Linked DNA regions of Mus musculus: region 2 is linked to region 1. The links are chromatin contacts, called in public Hi-C maps. All regions are on one chromosome and are shown on one strand. Each heading gives the region's core, a stretch centred on a gene start, on an enhancer-like site or on the middle of the called end of the contact. The rest is flanking DNA. Distances are from core to core; before and after follow the strand shown. Region 1 overlaps Atrn (attractin). Region 2 overlaps Smox (spermine oxidase).

The links. Hi-C and Micro-C count contacts between places; a contact is called where the count stands out from the background.
Region 2: a contact with region 1 is called in a Hi-C map of bone marrow-derived macrophages, with 2.7 times the contacts expected there. The contact joins two enhancer-like sites. A contact is called at or near these places in 3 of 15 datasets of contacts at CTCF or cohesin (the NIH/3T3 cell line, large pre-B cells and pro-B cells), 33 of 484 Hi-C or Micro-C datasets (B cells, the Ba/F3 cell line, the G1E-ER4 cell line and 14 more), 3 of 115 datasets of contacts at active chromatin or transcription factors (astrocytes and embryonic stem cells) and 2 of 9 other capture datasets (embryonic stem cells and liver).

The regions. Positions count from the first base shown.
Region 1 is chr2:130,952,766-130,955,698 of GRCm38.p6, forward strand. All of the region lies in intron 6 of Atrn (attractin), which reads left to right. Among named protein-coding and RNA genes, the nearest start is that of Atrn, 48 kb to the left of the region's middle. Within about 2 kb of position 1,561, at least 15 of the 459 cell types and tissues checked have an H3K27ac peak or open chromatin away from gene starts, as enhancers often do. A contact at or near this core is called in bone marrow-derived macrophages, where this site is marked.
Region 2 is chr2:131,516,415-131,519,352 of GRCm38.p6, forward strand. It overlaps Smox (spermine oxidase), which reads left to right. Exons shown (of 7, transcript NM_145533.2): 3 at 1-29. Among named protein-coding and RNA genes, the nearest start is that of Gm30732, 8.1 kb to the right of the region's middle. Within about 2 kb of position 1,332, at least 14 of the 459 cell types and tissues checked have an H3K27ac peak or open chromatin away from gene starts, as enhancers often do. A contact at or near this core is called in bone marrow-derived macrophages, where this site is marked.

The DNA of each region.
Region 1 (2,933 bases), core at 311-2,810:
TCTGTCACACACACACACACACACACACACACACACACACACACAAAGGATCCATAATAGTTCTTCTGTATCCCGGTTAAATATAAGTTCTTAGGGGCTAGAGAGATGGCTCAGCAGTTAAGAGTGCTTGTTGTTCTTCCAGAGGACCCAAGTTCAGATCCTAGTACACACATCAGGCAGCTCACAGCTACCCATATCTCCAGCTCCAGGAAGAACCAATCAATGCCTATGGCCCATGCAAGCACCAGCACACATATGCTCCACAAACATCCATATATATAGCTAAAAGTAATAAAAATAAATCTTCAAAAAATTAATTCTGGTTGAACTGAAAAAGATCACCTAACATTTAGAAAAAGCAGTTTACTAGTGAATAGGACATAAATCATGGTATCAAATATTCTGTTGTTAAAGGAAGCAACTAGAAAAAGCATGTGTTTGAAATAACCAATGGATACAAAACAAATGAGGCAACCCCAACATCTGTCAGTACCTTGCAAACCAACACAATAAATTTGATTTTATTTAAATCGTAGTTATTTTTCATGCTAGTAGTTTTGAAACACAATAAATTTGATTTTATTTAAATCGTAGTTATTTTTCATGCTAGTAGTTTTGAAACCAAGATCTAGATTTTGTATAGCCACATAAATACACATTAGAATTGCAAACTGATACGAGCTTCATCTTCATCAGTCTCTCTTCATGAAAAGCAGTTACAGGGACTGAGACATGACTCAGCAGTTACGGCATGGGCTGTTCTTCCATACGACATGGATTCAATTCTCAGTGCCCAAATGTTGGCTCACAACCATTTGTAACTCTGGTCCCAGGGGATCTGACACTCTTCTTGGCTTCTATGGCCACTGTATTCATACGGTACACAGACACATATGCAGGCAAAACTCAACAAAAAAAATAAGGTTTAAAAAAAAGAATTAGAACTTAAAGGCACTTCATTCCGTCAGCACTAAATCAGCCTCTCTGGAGTCTTCCCACTTCATGAGAAAATCGTCAGCTCTCCACTGCTGTCTGTGGCTGAGGAGCAGGACCTGGACAACGTTCAGAGATTGTCAGTGCATCTCTTTTCTTCTTTGGTTTGCTGTCATCAGGTTCACTGTCACATTCCCTTTGTACCATCCTTCCTTTAACAGCCTTTTGAAAATGCAGAAATGTTGGATGCTGCCTTCAGTTCACACAGGCTGTCTTTTTAGCTCCTCATCTATCTATGCTTAATTTGTTAGTGGTGCTCACCCATGTATGTGTTTATGTCATGAAGCCACAAGATGAGCCTTGATTGAGTCTTGCTGTCAGTGTGGATCACAGAAATGACACCCTATCATCTTTGCTTCCTGCTTGTTAGAAGTCATTGATTCTGCTTATACTCAAGGCCCACAGTATTATACTTGGGTGTGAACCCCAGGAAGCAGGGAGGTGGGGGGTGTCATGGATACTACTCAGATATCTGACTGTTGTGATATTTCATCAGTTCTCATTGGTCCTATCTTTAAAATCTGCCCTACATCTAGAGCTGGCTGTGGTGGTGTGTGTGGTGGCATCAGTATCAGAACTTGGATTACAGAGGCAGGAAGATTGTGATTTTTGAGGCCAGAATAGGTGCATACAAAGATCCTGTCTGCAAAAGAAACAAATGTGCAAATAATTATAACTACTTTACTAATAGCCTAACTAATAACCACTGCTAGTGCTGTGTCCACGAAAAGGTGAAGTAAACTGTGAAAATGACTTCCCCTTCTGTGTGACACACGCCGTCATGTGATTTTACTTGTGTCTCATCATTGTTTTTCCTTCTGTTTGCATGTGTGAATGTTCACATGTGGAAGCCAGAAGTCAGTGTTGAGTGTCTTCATAATTGATCTCTATTCTCTTTGTTTTGAGACAGGGTTTTGAGACTAAGCCCAGTGCTCAGTGATTCATCCAGTAAACTGTAGGGAGCTTCCTGTCTCTGCCTCCACAGTGTTGGGATTACAAGCATGATCCAAATTATGTGACAAGCGCTTTACTAACTTAGCCATGTCCTCAGCTCCCCACTCCCCTTTTCTTTTCTTCTTCTTTTTTTTAGACTTACTTGTTTATTTTTATGAATGTCTTGCCTGCATGCATACACACACACACACACACACACACACACACACACACACCCCACATGCAAGCAATTCCAGAAGAGGGCATTGAATCCCTGAAACTGGAGTTCCAGTTAACTGTGAGCCTGTCATGTGCGTACTGGGAGCTAAATCCGGGTTCTCTGGAAGGTCAGCAAGGTCTTACCTGGGAGCCGTCTCTTTAGCTCATGTGTTTCTCTCTTGAAGCAAGAAACCTAGGAATCATTTTGAAACTTCCTTCACAGCCTTTATCATAACTTCACGTCAATTTTTACCTACTCTTTCAACAAATACATGTTATATTTACTTATTTTTATGTTTAGCCTGCTATTGGTTTCTACTTAGCCTCTTGCAGTAGAGTTCTGTCAGATTTATGTTTCTATTGCTTTTAATTTATTTGTAAAGGTGAATGGGAAAATATTTAAAAATTACAGATCCCATCATTTACTATATTCTTAAAAGCCATGGCTAGCCAGGCTTGGTTGTGCATGCTTGTACTCCCAGGACTCTGACAACTCAGTAAGGAGGAGAGTGAATCAGAAAATAGCGCCAGCCTGTGCTGCTTAGCAAGAAACAGAAACAAGTACAATCACACACATAGAAAATCCCCCATTAATACCATCCCATTAGATATAATGGTCCTGTATGACCATTCAACCACTGTTTGTCCTCTGTACTGCAGTAACAGTCTTCTGCCCTTGCCCGTGAAGCACGTGCGCACCCCGCCTCCAAGTGCTTTTGCACTGGTGTCCTCCGTCTAGATGTCCTGTTACTATATGTAAGGACTGGTTTCTCCTCCTCTTTACAGTT
Region 2 (2,938 bases), core at 82-2,581, 560 kb after region 1:
TTGAGGAATTCAGCGATTTATACAACGAGGTAAGGGGGCCGTCAGGACAGTGTGGGGACTCGTGGATGTTCTGAGTGAGCATCGGGACAGTGTGGGAATGCATGGATGTGCTGAGCATCAGGACGGTGTGAGGACTCGTGGACGTGCTGAGTGAGCATCAGGACAGTGTGGGGATTCATGGACGTCCTGAGCTAGGCAAAACACTGATTTCCTCAGAAAGTCCATGAATGTCATTTGCTAGACTCTACTAAGTGTTTGGGTTGTGGTAATTGTTGCCACTATGTTTTTGTTTTTATAGATACTGAAACATTTTCTAGTTGTTCCTAGTTTACAGCAATAGAGTCTCAAATCCCTGGTGGTTATTTTAGATAATTTGTTAATTTAGTTAATTCGTTTAGCTAATTCATTTACTTATTTCGTTAATAACATATCTATTGGCATTCTAATAATATTTTTGGAATTACACGTAACCAGCATCATTCAGGAGACCCTTTTGTACTGATGGGGATGTTTCAGATCTGAACCGTTTAGTATGGTAACTCCTAGCTACTCAGAGTTTTTGAGTAGTTGAACTGTAGCTAGTGAAACTATGCAGGAACTGATATTAAATTCCGAATGGCTACAGGTATGTAGTGGTTACTATAGTGAGAGTCCAGCCGCAGAGTACTGATTATTCGTATTACATTGGTTAGTATTGCAAATCTATTTTAGATAGAAGTAGCAATTCTGTGCATCATTGAAGTATCCAAGCCTCAAAAAAAAAAAAAACAAACCATCAGCGTTCTTAGTATCTCTCAGTAGCACTGTAAATTGCACTGAAGAGCTGAGTAAAAAAACAGCAGGTCTCACTGTTGTGACGACCCCACTCCCGGTCAGTAAATGGACTGCTAAGCACTCATTGTACACTCGCCAGTCTCCTGCTTCGTGGCGCTCCCTGGTCTGTGGAGGACCTGCACACTCTGTTCTCTCTATGGACCAACAAGTTATGTGGGTGCAGTTCCATGTTTTTACTCACATACAAAGGGCAGATAGTAACCTGCGTTTTTCAAAGTAGACCTTACTGGCCTACGTGCTGACTCCTGAACGTGCTTTAAGCATAAATACTTAGGTTTTCATTTTTTAATTATTATTTTTAGATAGGTCTCATTATAGCTCATCCTGGCCTTAAATTTGCTATGTAGCCAAGGCTGGCCTTGAAGTCCTGATTATTTTTTTCTTCGCCTTCCAAGTGCTGGGACTGCAGATGTGTGCCACCATGCCTGGCTATGTGGCTACTTCCTGAGAATGACCCTCAGTGGCTGTGACTTGTTCTACTTCCTGTTGGTCAGTTTCACTTCTGAAAGCCAAGAGAGGGGGCTGTGGAAAAAAAAATGGACAAGGTAGTTATGGAACGGCAGTGCTGCCTAGTGTCTGAAGGAAGAACTATCGGCCAAGATTTCCTTGTGTGGCTTTTGGTCAATGCTGGCGACCATTCTAAGTTGCCAGGTGAAGCCATGCCTAAAGGTAGCTTTATATAAATGTTTCCAACAAAGATGGCTCTGAAGGGCCATTCCTATGGGTGTGTGTGTGTGTGTGAGGACAACGTTGTTCCACCTTACATTTCGAGGCAAAGTCCCGTAGTGGTTTTGAAGCTCAGTATCCCGGCTGGAAGAGCTGGTGGGTGAACCCTCTGGCTCTGCCTGACTCCAGCCGCCCAGGGCTAGGTTTGCAGTTGTGCTGGGGATCGGAACTGAGGTCCTCAGGCTTAAGCAGGAACTGCTCTACTTGCTGGGCCATTTTCCCTGTCCTGGTTGGTTGGTTTTCTCTCAGTGCTGACCGAGTCCAGGGTCTTGTCTGCGCTAGACTGGTGCTGTACCGCTGAACTGTAGCCCTAGCCTTAGACAGAGACCATTGAACACTTAAGCTGTAGGACCTCCTGGACCCCCAGTTTTCCCATCTGTAAAATGTACATGGCTGTGTTTACTTCCGAGTGTTCCAAGGATTGTAATCCCAATGAAAAGTATTTAAGAATCGGTGTAGTGGTCATAGGCCTGTGCCCCACACCCTCCTTTCATGTCTGGGAGGAGACTGTACCCACAAGATAGTCCTAGTTGGTGATGGCTACATTTGTTACTCCTCTGTAGGAACCTATGGTCTTCAATGGTTACTATGTTGCTTATCTTATAGGGGGAAACCAGGGAGGAGAAGGAGAGTCCCTAGCTTGAGTTCCTGGCAGTGATCGTGCAGGAGGAGTTTGCTGAGGCTCCAGCTTTTGCTGACCACCCAGCATCTTGTGATTGTAGGCAGGACAAGCTAACAGTTTCACATATCTCCTTCTCTATAATTTATGCTGCAGAGGCATCTTTACTTCATGTGCCGGTCTCATGTGGAGGCTTCTGTCCTGTGGAACAGTGGGGGTGGTGTGTGGTACTGTAGCCACCTTTCACTCTGGCCCCACAGCTTTTCCTGGGGGCTGCTGTGCAGAGCAGACATCTTTCCCATGGATGCGTGCTGACCAAATAGAGACTGTTTAAGGAAGGAGATAACGGCTAATCAGCCTGGCCACAAGTGATCAGCCACAGGCTATCAGCTGAGAAGCTCTCTGCTGTAGTCCCAGAAGTGACAGCAGTGGGAGGGGCTCATGCTGCTCTCCCGTTCTCACATGGTGTCAGGGCCTTGACATAGTGGCTAGCCTTCCTGCCCTGGCACTTGCCTACCTTCCCAAGGCCATTCATTTCTTACAGCATTCTGCTGTGGCCTCATCCCCAAACCAACTCATTTCAAGTTTCCTGACCATCTCACCCTCCATCTTTGTGCAGTTTCTTCTGCTTGTAACCCTTTCTTCTCCCTGTCTTTGCCACTGTTGCTATATCCTAATGAGTTAGGATTGTCTTGGTTGACCTCAGCTTACCTGATTTCTTTCCAGGCACAGTGTATCATGTTGAAATCTTATTAGAAT